3 separate regions of the Mus musculus genome follow, and regions 2 and 3 are each linked to region 1. Evidence: chromatin contacts called from public Hi-C data. All regions are on one chromosome and are shown on one strand. The core of a region is the stretch at or near the end of the contact, and the rest is flanking DNA. Distances in the headings are between cores, read along the strand shown.

Region 1 (4,428 bases), core at 1,309-3,808:
ATGCAAATGTATATACAAACTATTAGGTACAGACATAATGATACATATATGCATATACTCACACATGGGCATGCTCAATGCATACAAATACATACACGCACAGCATACATACAATGAGAACTACACATATACACTAATGTAAACTTTTCCCCATGTATACACAGACACACATATGGAACGCATATTTGCTCACACATGCATGAATACATTCATGTGTTCATAGACATATAGTCATACCTGTGTATACATGTGAATGGCTATACACTAGGACCCTCTGAGCACTGTGAACGCAGATTTCCTTTCACATCTCAGCCAATCTTGTCATTCCTGGTTTTGGAATACTGGATCCATGATGTGCGCTTCTGGGACCCCATGTTCAACTTGTAGAATGTAGAAACAGGAAGAGCTGAGACTTGTGCTCATCAGTATCTAGCAGCCAACAAGAGACTGGTCTTTTGATTGACATGAGCTAGAGTCTGCCAGCCAGGAGCAGGAGCACCGGAAGGCAGGGCACTGATGTTTACATATTTACACCTATAGGAAGAACGCTTTCTGCATTAGGTAATCTTCCATCCTTAAGACAAGTTTTATCTTGTTCATTTTTTCCCCCATTCTTTCTCTCTCTCTCCATCCTTTGCTCTGATATTTTGAGGTAGTTTCCATGAGTAAGGTAGATTTGCCTCCAGCGTTCACCAAAGCCTTAGAATGTTCATATCATTGGGGAGCTCAACGAATATGCCACGGCAAATGGAACTGCCAGTCACCATGCATGGACCTCTCTTCAAGCAACCGTGGGACCTTGATTAGGGAAGTGGCTTGGGAGGCTCCCAACCCTCAAAAGTACCTTCTCTCCCAGCAGAAGGCATAGTGAGGATCACCAATATCTCCCGTCACTCCTTCACTACATTACTGTCCCAGGCTGCAAAGTCACCTGGAAGTTCCCCAGCCAAGTGATTTGTCTCCAGTTCTCCCATAGAAACTCCAGCCTGGCATAATTCTTGTCACATTTGCTTTCAAATGACCTCTACTTTTTTTTTTTCTTCATCCCTCTTGATTGCTTTAGAACTTCACAAACCTGATTTACATGCCAATCACTTAGATGTGCCAGAGTTGTTAGCAGCCAGAAAGATTTTATCCCACAACAAGGCTCAAGAATGCTGCGAACTGCCCCACACTAGTCCTGAGGTCTCTGCCAAATTAACTTTTACTCACCTCTCCACTAAGCATAGTTCTGTCTGGCCTGGTGAGCCAGGCATCAACTGCCACCTTTCTCATGCCTAACTCCCTCAGTCCTCACTATCATGTAGACTTCATTCACTCTCTACACTGTCTAATTCTTCCCACTGGTTCCACGCTTTGGATCCCATGAGGGCTTCTTTAGGACAGATCTAATTTTTGCTCTTTGCCTTATGACTCCCCAGAGCTGTGAGGAACAGAACATCAGTATGTCTTATTCCTCTTATCCTTTTTTTTCTGCTAAGTCAGAGACGAATCTAAGCGATGCCTCCCACATCCCTCTTTCTCATTGTAATTCCTTCCTTGCAAGGGCATGTTCCCTATGGGTAGATAGGTCAACCTCGGTTGTATGTCTTATTACACATCTCAGGGTGCATACGACTGCCACCAGAGCTTCCTGGAAATCTCATTCCATACGTGTTATTTTCAGGTACTGTATGGTACATTTTTCAGTCCTTCCATCTCTGTTTCATGGGTTGGCCCCTTGTCACGGAGGCTCACTGTTCCATGCTACATCAGAAAAAGATGATGGTCCTGGGATCCAGGCACAGATATTCCACTCTTAGGTGGCCCAGCCTCAGCTGCATTTCTTATTATCCATGATAGACATGCAACCTCTCTTCCCAGACTCATCCTTGGATCTGTCATGTCCCAGTTCAGCTACCAATCCGTTGTGTTCTTTTTTCCAGGGAAACACAAAGAAATAGCTTTCTCCCCCGGATAGAGAACCGACATATGAAGGAAATTATTTTTTTTCCAGGTCTGGTTTGGTTGAGCCAGTGAGTTTATTAGAACTATTTATAGGCACGTAGCTGACAGGTTACTTATAGAAGCACGGTTGACTCAGAAGCGGCTGTCTCACTGTAAAACCCCACTCCATCATGGGTGATGAGTGAAAGCCCCAGCTCCAGTGTCCCAGCTGCTGGAGAATCTCAGTTGAGGGTCTGACAATGTTTCCTCTTTCCCCAATTCTAAAAGGAAATGTTAATAGCTCTCTTATGACCACAGCAGACCTTGCTATCACTATACTTCCCTGTGTATTTTGTTGCCATGGCTACAGTTTGAAGGTATTCTGAAGGCCAATGTTTGTTTAGACCTGTATGAAGTATTCCCACTATAACAAGAGCCTTGATGACCCTGTTGAGGCCCCTCATCCGTTTCTGTCTTGATGGCAGAACTCTGCTGACTTTGCTTCCATCTACTCCAACAACGGGGCCTTGGGAACCTTTGCACCTCATCCGACAGCTTCATCACTGGTGGGGATCTAGCAACATCTGCTCTGGTGAGAGAGTGGCTCCTGCTGTCTGGTCACGGTTTTGCAGGGGAGTCTGGATCTTCACCAGGGCTTCCTTTACCATACCAGCTGTGCCTCCCGCTCAGCAGCCCTGCATCGAAGCCAGCCGCTTGGAAGACACACAAGGGCACAAGGGCACGCGTCTCCTGAAGAGGGTTGAGCAGCTTTAGCCGGTTGTTGTCTCAGAGCTGAGCTTTGGTACCAGGAGCCCATGCCTTTGGAAATGGTAGAGTGAATAGGAATCCACAGAAATGTTACTGGGCATTTAGGGGAGTTCCCTAAGACTTGTCACATATTGGTCCTCTCTTGGGGTTCTTGATCTCAATAAAATAATTTGAGAATGGACTAAAAGGAAACCCCAGGGCCATTTCATTAGAATTAAAAAAAAAAAAAACAAAAAAACCTCACGACAGGCAAACTGTAAATTTTATCAGTTGCCTGGGGAAGGAGATGAGGAGGCAGAGAAACTCCATTGAACTAAGCTGGCATGAAGGTCGGCCATGTGCCAGAGAAACAGCTGTGTTCAGAGGAAGAGAAGGGAAACGGAGGATTTCAAAGAGACAGAAGAGAAGAAAGGGGAGTAATGATAACTTCCTGAGTCAGAGAGAGTAGCAGGACCTCACGGGGACTTGTAGTGGCTGGATCAGGACCAGGAATTCTTATAAGGAAAAATACATTATCTCATTAGCTGGGCAACTGTTCCTGCACCTTCTCAGTGTAGTTTAAGGTAGATTGGCCTTCCTGGAGTGGCCCCACCTTCCTAAGTGGTGGTCCCTTAGCCGGGGGCGGCCTTCCCAGCTGGATTAACTCTCTTATATTTAGGGAAGTTTGGAATTTCAGGCCTCTACACAGTCCAGGGAATTCACTTTCCCTGATGGGTATTCACAGAGCTCTGTAACAGAACCTGCAGGGAGGAAGAGAAGGAATCCTGATGTCTTAGAGATAGACATCCATCTGTCTACAGAGTCACATCCAAGGCCTGGGGCATAGAGCCAGGCCATGTCCCAGTTAGAGTCGGAGGGGAGTGTGCTGTACCTTCTGACTGACAGGTGATGTCCCCCTTGACAGATGTTCCTTTTGACAGGTACTGCCTAGCACTTCTGGCAGCTGCTTCCTGTCCCTCCTGACAAATACTGTTCCTCCTGACAGGTGCTGTCCCTCATGACAGGTGTTGTTTCTCTTCCCTTCCTGATTGACAGGTGCTGCCCCTCCTGACTGACAGGTGCTGTCTTTCTGCCCCTCCTGACTGACAGGTGCTGCCTCTCCTGACAGGTGCTGCCTTTCTGCCCCTCCTGACTGACAGGTGCTACCCCTCCTGATTGACAGGTGGTGCCCTTCCTGACAGGTGCTTCCTCTCCTGTCAGATACTGGCTCTCCTGACAGGTGCTGTCCTTCTGCCCTTCCTGACTGACAGGTGTCATCCCTCTTGACTGACAGGTGCTGCCCTTCTGATTGACAGGTGCTGCTCCTCCTGACCAGAAGTGGTTTCCTTCATAAATAGTTAACAGAAGGTCTAGGAACCAACATTCTAACTCACGTTTTCACATGGATCTCAAAGCATCAGAGTCACAACCTTACATGGATTCTAGACTCTACAGCATGGAGTCACAGGATGCTAAAGCCTCACCGCAGTGTGTAAGGACAGGTTCATGCGGCCCCTGGTTGAGAACGTTCTGGGAACAGAGGTTGCAAAGATGCTCCAAGAGATGGATCCTTGAGGAAGTAGGACAAGGGGCCCCATCAAGGGGTAGGAGATAGAGTGGGACCAGCAGCTAGCTATACCTCCCCAGGGCTGCCGATGTTCCCTGGGTCTGGGTGCTCACTTTGATGAGAAGACAAACCAGACAAAGGAAAGAAAGTGTAGGAGGGGAGAGCACTATCTTCAGAGGTCTCTCTCG
Region 2 (4,428 bases), core at 988-3,487, 240 kb before region 1:
ATGTGGGTGCTGGGAACTGACCTCTGCAAGAGCAGTTCAGTCTCTTCACCCCTGCTCCGCCTCTCCCGCCCTGCCCTCTCCCGCCCTGCCCTCTCCCGCCCTGCCCTCTCCCGCCCTGCCCTCTCCCGCCCTGCCCTCTCCCGCCCTGCCCTCTCCCGCCCTGCCCTCTCCCGCCCTGCCCTCTCCCGCCCTGCCCTCTCCCGCCCTGCCCTCTCCCGCCCTGCCCTCTCCCGCCCTGCCCTCTCCCGCCCTGCCCTCTCCCGCCCTGCCCTCTCCCGCCCTGCCCTCTCCCGCCCTGCCCTCTCCCGCCCTGCCCTCTCCCGCCCTGCCCTCTCCCGCCCTGCCCTCTCCCGCCCTGCCCTCTCCCGCCCTGCCCTCTCCCGCCCTGCCCTCTCCCGCCCTGCCCTGCGTTGGGTTTAAAGCCCATGCTTTGCTTTGCTTCCCTGTCTTCCTAATGAGATTGACCACATGCAACTGTCTTCAACATCTTTAGCTTTCTCCAATTATCTGAAGTCTTCAGCCGAAGCCATCCTGGGACTGATTTTTTTCTTCCTATAGTTTGCATTTTCCTACTCCGACATCTCCATGGTGTAAGTGCTGTTTCTCTGCAGGTGTTTGAAGCCTTCTCTGTTTCTCTGGTGTTCACCTTCAGCTCTGGAGCGCATCGATCAAAGCTGAATGTAGATTAATAGATAATTCAGAAACCGAATGCATCTCAAGGCTGGCATGTGCTGGCTGTCTTTAACTTTGAGGATCTGATGTTCCTGATTCCTAGGCTGAAGAGTAATCTTAGCTTATATCCTGTACGCACTATGTTGTGAGATATGAGTTCTCTTTAAGTCTGTGGTTTTCAACCAAGGCGTTCTTGCTGCCCTCGGGACTTTTGGGAATCTTTGCAGACAACTTAGAATGTCCCAGTTATGGGGTGTTACTGGCATCTAGTGGATAGAGATCAGGCATGGCGTACCACATCCTGGAGCACAGCAGACAGTCTGCTCACAGATACTCAAGTCAGAAACGCAAACCATGCATATGCTAAGAAGCCCTTGTGTAAAGCTGGAGGAGGTGGGCTTGGACCATAAGGACTGTCTCACACGATGCAAGGTGATTTTAGTGTGTGCCATAGATGGAATTTAATCTCCTAACTTTACATGTTTTAGCTTAATCTTCATTGTAATGGCATTTGGAAATGAGACCATAGATGGTGTCCTCATCATAAGATCAGTGCCCTGTTGCAAAGAGAGGCCAGGGTGATCTGTCTCATTAAAGACATGTGCTGTATGGAAGCAGAGAGAAGGACTTTCCAGCACCTGGCCCTGTTGGCACTCTGGTCATGGTCTTGCATCTTACAGGACTATAAAAAAGTCAATGTCTGCTGACTAAGCTGCTGGTCTGCTGTGTTCCATAATAGAGCCCGGGCTGATAAATGCATTGTGCTTCTCTGGGTCTGCTGCAGATATGCACAGCATGCTAAGCAAACCTGTGAGGCACATTAGAGTCCCTATGCACTCTGCAGTTTACCTGATGGCTATGGTCATGGCCAGGTGGGAGAGGAAGGCAAGAGGAACACAAGGGACTCCCACTTGTGGCCACACGTAAGTGTCCCTGGTCCTATGCTCAGGCCAGCTGAGTACAGAGGGAACGCAGGACTCCAAGGCACTGTGGCAGCGTCACAGGTGGAGACGAGGGCCTGTCCCTAGGCCCTGTAGGAGGTCTGTGAGTACTGTCTGGGTACAAACCACCTGAACTTCAGACAAGCGGAGTCAGAGTGAAGTGTGATGATCCTGGATGATCCGAGTCTCTCCCTGACTTGACCACTGAGTGCAACATCAGAGTGGTGGCGAGGTATTGTTATCTCTTGTCTCCATTAACCCCCATCAAACAGGTCCACTGGTCTGACCCATAGATTTCACTTGTAGGTTTTTTTTTTGTTTTTTTTTTGTTTTGTTTTGTTTTTTTCTTTTCAGTATTGAGAGAGAAGCCCAAGCCTTCTTTGGAAGGTCTGAGCAGATGAGGTGTCGCCCTTATCATAATTCTTGGCACACTCAGCTGAGCACACACAGAAAAATCGTTAGTTACCCTTCGCTTTGACAGAAGTATCATTTTTGCAGTCGAGATCTGCAGATAATTAAAAAGAGCATGGCTCCCAACTCCCCGTCACTGCCTTCCCTCTGACGGTGCAGTGCCCTGAATAGAATCCTTCTCAGGTACTCTGACTGACAGCTGGAAGGATCTAGCCCAGCCACCGGGGAGTGCTAGCTCTGCAGACAGGATTTCATGGCACAGTGCTGGGGGAAGCAGCACACAGCCTGCTCAGATCACTTGAGCGATATGGTTTAGTGAAGCAAAGAGAGCCACTGAGAGAAGACAGCTCTGCCCAGGCTTTGATTTAAGAACCCATGTTGTGCCAGTGGAGGGAAGTCATTCACCTGAATGATTCTGTTAGCCATTAGTGTTGCGCTGGGCTCTCTTAACAAAGCCCATAGGAAGCTGCTCTCTCCAGCCCCCACCTCTCTAGGGAAGAGAGGGGACAAAGCCGGAAAACTGGTACCCTGGACAGCAGTTTCTAGTCCTAGCTGACTATGAGGCCTTAAGAGCTCATTTTTTTGCCACCCATTCCCTAGCCCAGCCAGAATGCAGGTCAGACTTTGTTTTCAAGGTCAGGGAAATGTGTGTTTCCTGCTTTAAGAAACCTTCTTAGTTTGCTACAAATACAGGCTCACAGGTAAGCAACAATAGGGAGGGTCTGTAGATTCTTTACACAGATTCTCTCCATAAAACATATTGTAGGCTACCTTCTAAGATTGTCACAGCTAGGCTACCAGCTATAACACAAACCACCCCCCCCCTACACAGATTCCCTGCCTCTGCCCATTTATGCCTGTGTGTGTGGTTCTATACCACTTTTGTGTACCTTGTAATCAAGAGGCAGAGTTACCCATGACTACCTGCCCTGTGCCTGAGATGGGGCCACTACATGAGGAAGCCACAGGTCACTGTAGATGGACTGTCCACCTCTTTATTAAAGTGGACTGTGGCACTGTCAATAGCAAAGAAAGAGCAAGAGTGAGCAAGCAAAAGAGATAGATGCTGGAAAAGTCCTGTTGACCATGACTCTGGGAGCGGTGTGTACCAGTCAGGGAAGGGATGGTGGTAGCTGTTCTCTACCGAGCACTTCTGTGAGGGAAGCATGAAAGAGATATAGGTGTGCCTACTACTGAATGAATGAGCACCCAGAGTGTGTCGAGGTTTCCACTTTCAGTGGCTCTAACCAGGTTACTGCTACTTCTGTTGAGCTCTGCTGGCGCGTGGTGGCGGCCAGAAGCATTTTCATGGCACCAGGAGGGTATTAGGCACTGCAGGATTTGGTGTCTGTTGTCACATGCTGTGATGAGGACCTTCATCCTGAGCCATGGATGAGAAGTTTAATTTATCACTCTGGTTGCCATGGCCGTTCCTCTGTTCATGTTCATATTGTGGCATGTAGGTCCCAGCACACTGGTGTCCAGTGTTCTCTTGCAAAGCTGATGCCTGGTCTTTTGCGGTGATTGGTACATATTGCTGGCTTTGGTGTGGTGCTAGTGTGGTTAGTGTGGTGCTAGTGTGGGGCTGGCATAGTTAGTGTGATGTTAGCATGGCTAGCATGGTGCTGACATGGGATTAGCATGGTTAGTGGGGTACTTGTGTGGTGTCAGTGTGGTATACTAGCATTGTTCTAACCTGCTGCTGGTATGGTGTTAGTTTAGCACTAGGTGGTATCCGTGTCTGTGTGGTGTTCTATGGTGTTTGGAGATAGCAGTGATGCACTGGAAGAGCCCTGCCTTTCAGCCACACAGACACAGGTTCAAATCCAGGTTGCATCCTTTATCCCAACATAAGCTCTTCATGCCTCAGTTTCCTCTCTCAGACTTATACTAATGCACCTTTCTTTGCAAGTATCGGAAGTGAGAGAATTCAGGACCTTGATTAACTGGGTGCCTGACTAATCACTGAAGAGTCCAGTGAGGTTTCTGACCCTCAATCAGTGAGTTGAAAACTTCTGCTTTCTGATGCTGGAGCCCATGGGTGAGGCTATACAATCCCCCGCCTGCCACTTACTGTCTCCAGGAGGCAGAACGTTATGTCCACTATATACAGAGAGAATAACATTCAAGGACTCAAGACCACAGAAGGTGTCTGTCCAGCTGTGCTCCCACATTCATGCCATTAAGCATGTCTGCGTGACATACTGTGACAATGTGCTCAGGTTGCTACAGAGACATTGAACATCACAGCAGTTAGGGAAGGTAGGTATTCGCAGAATTGGGACATCTCCACAGGTAAATTATCATTAAGCACAACTTCCTGCATTCTCAGTCATAAAACTACAGCAAACTCATAGCATCATGAGGACTAAATGCTTCAGAATCCAAGCACTCATGGTAAATT
Region 3 (4,428 bases), core at 812-3,311, 150 kb before region 1:
ACTAAGCATAGGTATTCCCACCTCAGTTAACCCAGTCTATATATATCTTATATATATCTTAAAGACATGGTCAAAGGTTTCTCTCTGAAGTGATTCTAGATCTACCAAGTTGACAATCAGTATTAAACACCACTAGTTTACAGCATCTAGTTACAAAAGTAGGAAGGCTGAGTTAGCCAGGGATTAGATTCAAGAAAAGCATGGGGAAATTTATATTTTTAAAAAATGTGTTTAGTTGAAATAGAATTATACAGCTTCCCCTTTTCTTTTCCTCCCTCAAGTCTCTTCTAGATATCCTCCTCAAATCCCTCCCATGCCCTCCCACTCTCAAGATGATCGCCTCTTTCTCTCTGGTTATATTGTGTGTGTGTGTGTGTGTGTGTGTGTGTGTGTGTGTGTGTGTGCATATATACATCTGTGTACACACACACACGCACATTGATGCTTGTATGTATATGGTTTCAAGGCTGATCACTCTGTATTGAACAACCAATAAAAGCACTCATTGCTGGAAAGGCTAATTTTCATCCCAGCTGTCAAGAATTGCCCAATTGCCTACAGTTCTTTGCCTAGGGGTGGAACCCTGTGAAATTTTCTTCCTTTTACACTGATATGTCCATTAATACTGCTACTGATCCAGTCTTGTTTATATGGGTTTCTCCTCCTCCCTCTCCTCCTCTTCCTTCTCTTCCTCTCCTTTCCTCCTTTTCTCCTCCTCTGACCCACTGAATCCAGTGTGTGCTCCCTATATTCACATAGGTTTGAGGTCACCCACTGGAGAGTTGTGGACCTACCAGAAGATACACCCTTAAGGAAAACTGAGTCTGCCTTCCCAAGGAGCCATTAACTGCCAATAGCTCCATAGCTACAGGTGGGAGGTTGTGAGCTTGCAGACTGGCTTGTTCTTGTACAGGTCTTGTGCGGACAGCCACATGTGCTGTGAGTTCATGAGTCCTGTGGTATTTTTATGTCCAAAAAATACTGTTTCACCAGAGTCCTTTTTGATCTCTGGTTTTTAAGGTCTTTCTACTCCCTCTTCCTCCACAGTCCCTAAGTCTTAATTTGGTTTTGTTAATGTGTCTCCTATCTTTCTTTTAAATTTTGTTATGAAAAAATTTAAAATTTAAATGTACTTGAAGAGGCACAGACACCACAATTAACCAATCTAATCATTATCCTTACCTACAATTATCAATATGTTATCAGATTCTCCTATCTGCTTACCACTGTCAATAACGGACACCTGTTTCACCTGTAGATGCTTTTGTCTGTGTCTTTAAAACTAAAAGGTTTAAATGTGACTATGCTTCCATACCTAACAAGATTCATAGTGTATTGGCATTCTATCTACTCAGCTCTCATCTATCTATCTATCTATCTATCTATCTATCTATCTATCTATCCATCCATCTATCCTTTCCTTGGCTGTCCTTGGAGATTCCTGGAGATCATTCCACATGGGAGAGAACACACACTTGGCATGCTAGTGAGAGCTCATGAGAAGCAGGGTCCCAAGCCTGATGCCCATGAGCTGGCATTACTGTGCTGTGCTCACAAGGACTTCATTTAGATATGTTTATGGATTCTGGGTCCTTAAGTCATTATAGTGAGATAAAGTGCCTCTTGCCTGAAAGCAGAGAGGGCAAAGCAGGTGTTAAAATCTTTTCTAAGTTTGGGTATGGTGGTTCATGTCTATAATTCTAGCACTAGTAGGGCAAAGGCAGAGAGAGTGTGTTCAGAGCCTGCAGCCAGTCTGGGCTACATAGTGAGTTCCAACCCAGACTGGGCTGCAGAAAGATACCCTGTCTTGAAAACATTTCCAGCAATGGGGTCAATGGTTCTTTGACAAATAAAAGTCCTGAAGCCACAGCTTTTCAGCTCTGTGTGCACCTGTTTGCCTTGAGCTTGCCACTGTCAGCCAACATTTGAATTAGAGGCCTCAGCCTTCCATGTAAAGGCTCCATTTCAGTTTGAGGACTTTTGAGCAAGGCTCAGGGCCATCCTTTGTAATGTGTGCCAGTGTTTCCCAGCTCGAACTGAAGCATTACCATGGCAACAGAGAGCATGTGAAACCGACAGGTTCCAGAATGAACTGTTTGAGGCACACCAACGCAGAGCGCCGAGGGAGAGCTTTATTTTCTACATGATGGCACATCTGCTGTTAAGGAATGTTAACTCGGTATTTCTTTCTTCTCAAAAAGCATTGCTGGTGCAGGGCAGGGAGATGACCTGGAAGATGAGAAGAAAAAAGAAAACTACTCCAGTTCTTGGTGGGGTGTCCTGGCTGGACCTTGGTGGGTCCTGTCTGAGCTGGTGGCTCTGTGGCTCCCCCTGCAGGCAAGCCACTGTGCCCTTCTCTGATGGTGTTTGTAGAGTCTCTGTCCTGAGCTCTCTGTGGACAGGAGAGGAGACAGGAGGTGGGGTGGGTGGACAAAGGATAACATAGACTGGAATGCGGTGGCATAAGGGCTGTGCCACTGAGAACAGGAAGTACAATGGTCTGCCAGAGGCTGGGAGCAGCTCTTTACTGGAGATGAGAGCTGTGCTCAGGCTCAGGCAGAATTAAGGTGCAGGTGGGTGGGTGGGGGAGGGTGCAGTGAAGGGTGCAGAAGGTAAAGGGTAGGTGGAGGTGGGGAGGGTAGAGAGGTGGTGGAGGGGGCTGGGTTGGAGGTGGGTGGTGTGACTTGTAGGTCATGGTACAAGTGGGATAGAGAGTGTATGGAGATGTGTGAATGCACTGGTGAGGTGAAACCAGACGGGCTGAGGGAGGAGGTGAGTTGGGGTGGAACTGCGGTTAAACACATCAGGAATGCTTCAGCAAGCCAAAAAGCTTTTGCGCACAATGTATAGTGTGACTGGCTTTGCTGTCCAACACAGCACTGTGCACAGGCATGCTTGCTGTACAATACACAGCACCATGCACAGTCACTGTGTCCTCTACCATACAGTGTGGCAGGCTGTGCTGTACAATACACAGCACCAGGGGCAGGCAATGTCTCATTCACCATGCACTAGAGCTTGGCTACGGAGCGTGACTAGAGTGTTTCTAAGATGGAGAAACAGAATCAAATTCTTCAGGGTAGAAGCAGTAATTATATTGATGTTCATACATGCACGCGCATGCGCGCGCATACACACACACACACACACACGTACAACAGACTGAGGTTTCAGAGATACAGTACTAGACACCTTTGGGGTGGGCCCCTTGGTGCCTATGTGCACCATTGAGTTTAGAGTCCTGGGTCAAGGGCAGAGGCCCTGCTGCAGCATGACTGTCTATGAGAGGGCTCTAGCCAGCCAAGAACTTCTGTGTCTGACTGTCCTTGCTGCCTGTCTGTCCTGGTTCCTGTTCTCTCCTTGGTTTTATGGTGAGGGAGGTGTGTCTGCCTCCCTCTCTGAGTAAGTAAGGGCTTACTCTGCAGGGAGGTCCGACTCAGAGAACAGGGCAATGATGCCTCTTCCTGTGTAGGAAGTGGAACGGACCCAGACCCAGGCCAGCCCTTCCTCAGGCAGTTCCTCCTGTTTCTACCCACCTGCTACTAGGCATCTGTCCTTTGTTTCTTTGCCTCCTCTCTTTTCAAACAATGGTTTCTGTCTTGACCCCTCTCCTTCCTTTACCTATCAGCATCTTTTCTGCTTGCCTTCTCTTTCCTCTCTCTTCTGCACTCCATTAATCCTCCCTCCACACCCCACACAGCTTCAGGCTACACTTGGAGCGCATCTCTTTGAGGCCTTTTGCTGACATGTGCCACCCTGGTCATGCTATAGCCTCGGTTTCAGTTAAGATGTCACCAGCGCTCAGCCATTAACTGAGAAATTCAGGTGCTGAAATGGGTCCCTGTAGTAGGGACTGGTGCTTGCCAGGTAAGTATAAAATCTTGGGTTTGCTCTCTAGCCCCGTGTAAACAAGACATGGTGGCGCGAGCCTGGAAGAGGAGCAGAGAGAATCATATGTTCAAGGCCATTCTCCAGCTGCATAGTAAGTTGGAGGCCAGTTTAAGATCCATGAAAGCCCCTTTCAAGAAAGGAAAAAGAAATGAAGGCCTTTGCAGTATCGGAGTAGCCAATAGTCCATGCCATCCTGCTGTGTGTAGGTAACAAAGACAGTCATGTGTACGGATGTCCTGTCCTGGGCTCTAGGATCTGCTCTCTCGGCAAGAGCACCCATGCCCAGAAGAGAGTCCAGACTCGGTAGTCTGTTTCCTTCACCCAGAATCTCCCTAAGGCTTCAAGCAACCCTTCATCCCCACAAGTCCAAGGCCATCGTGGACTCTCTCTCTCCCCTTCTACTTGCTGTAATTTCTCCATCCTTGGTTCTGTGCTGAGTTTTCTCTGCTGGCTTCCGAAGAGAAAGAGGAAACAGTTGTTCCTATAGCCAAAGGGCTGCCTCTTGATATCTCATTCTAAAACAAACCAACAGGCAAA

The links. Hi-C and Micro-C count contacts between places; a contact is called where the count stands out from the background.
Region 2: a contact with region 1 is called in a Hi-C map of cerebral cortex, with 4 times the contacts expected there. The contact joins two enhancer-like sites. A contact is called at or near these places in 8 of 484 Hi-C or Micro-C datasets (the AML12 cell line, the N1E-115 cell line, cerebral cortex and 3 more) and 1 of 115 datasets of contacts at active chromatin or transcription factors (differentiating embryonic stem cells).
Region 3: a contact with region 1 is called in a Hi-C map of cerebral cortex, with 2.9 times the contacts expected there. The contact joins two enhancer-like sites. A contact is called at or near these places in 5 of 484 Hi-C or Micro-C datasets (the N1E-115 cell line, cerebral cortex, embryonic stem cells and 2 more).

Annotation. Positions count from the first base shown.
Region 1 is chr12:29,126,508-29,130,935 of GRCm38.p6, forward strand. No RefSeq gene overlaps it. Among named protein-coding and RNA genes, the nearest start is that of Gm31333, 13 kb to the right of the region's middle. Within about 2 kb of position 2,559, at least 23 of the 459 cell types and tissues checked have an H3K27ac peak or open chromatin away from gene starts, as enhancers often do. A contact at or near this core is called in cerebral cortex, muscle stem cells and neural progenitor cells, where this site is marked.
Region 2 is chr12:28,886,969-28,891,396 of GRCm38.p6, forward strand. No RefSeq gene overlaps it. Among named protein-coding and RNA genes, the nearest start is that of Gm31508, 21 kb to the right of the region's middle. Within about 2 kb of position 2,238, at least 16 of the 459 cell types and tissues checked have an H3K27ac peak or open chromatin away from gene starts, as enhancers often do. A contact at or near this core is called in cerebral cortex, where this site is marked.
Region 3 is chr12:28,972,615-28,977,042 of GRCm38.p6, forward strand. The region is part of intron 1 of Gm31508 (predicted gene, 31508); the gene reads left to right. Among named protein-coding and RNA genes, the nearest start is that of Gm31508, 65 kb to the left of the region's middle. Within about 2 kb of position 2,062, at least 54 of the 459 cell types and tissues checked have an H3K27ac peak or open chromatin away from gene starts, as enhancers often do. A contact at or near this core is called in cerebral cortex, muscle stem cells and neural progenitor cells, where this site is marked.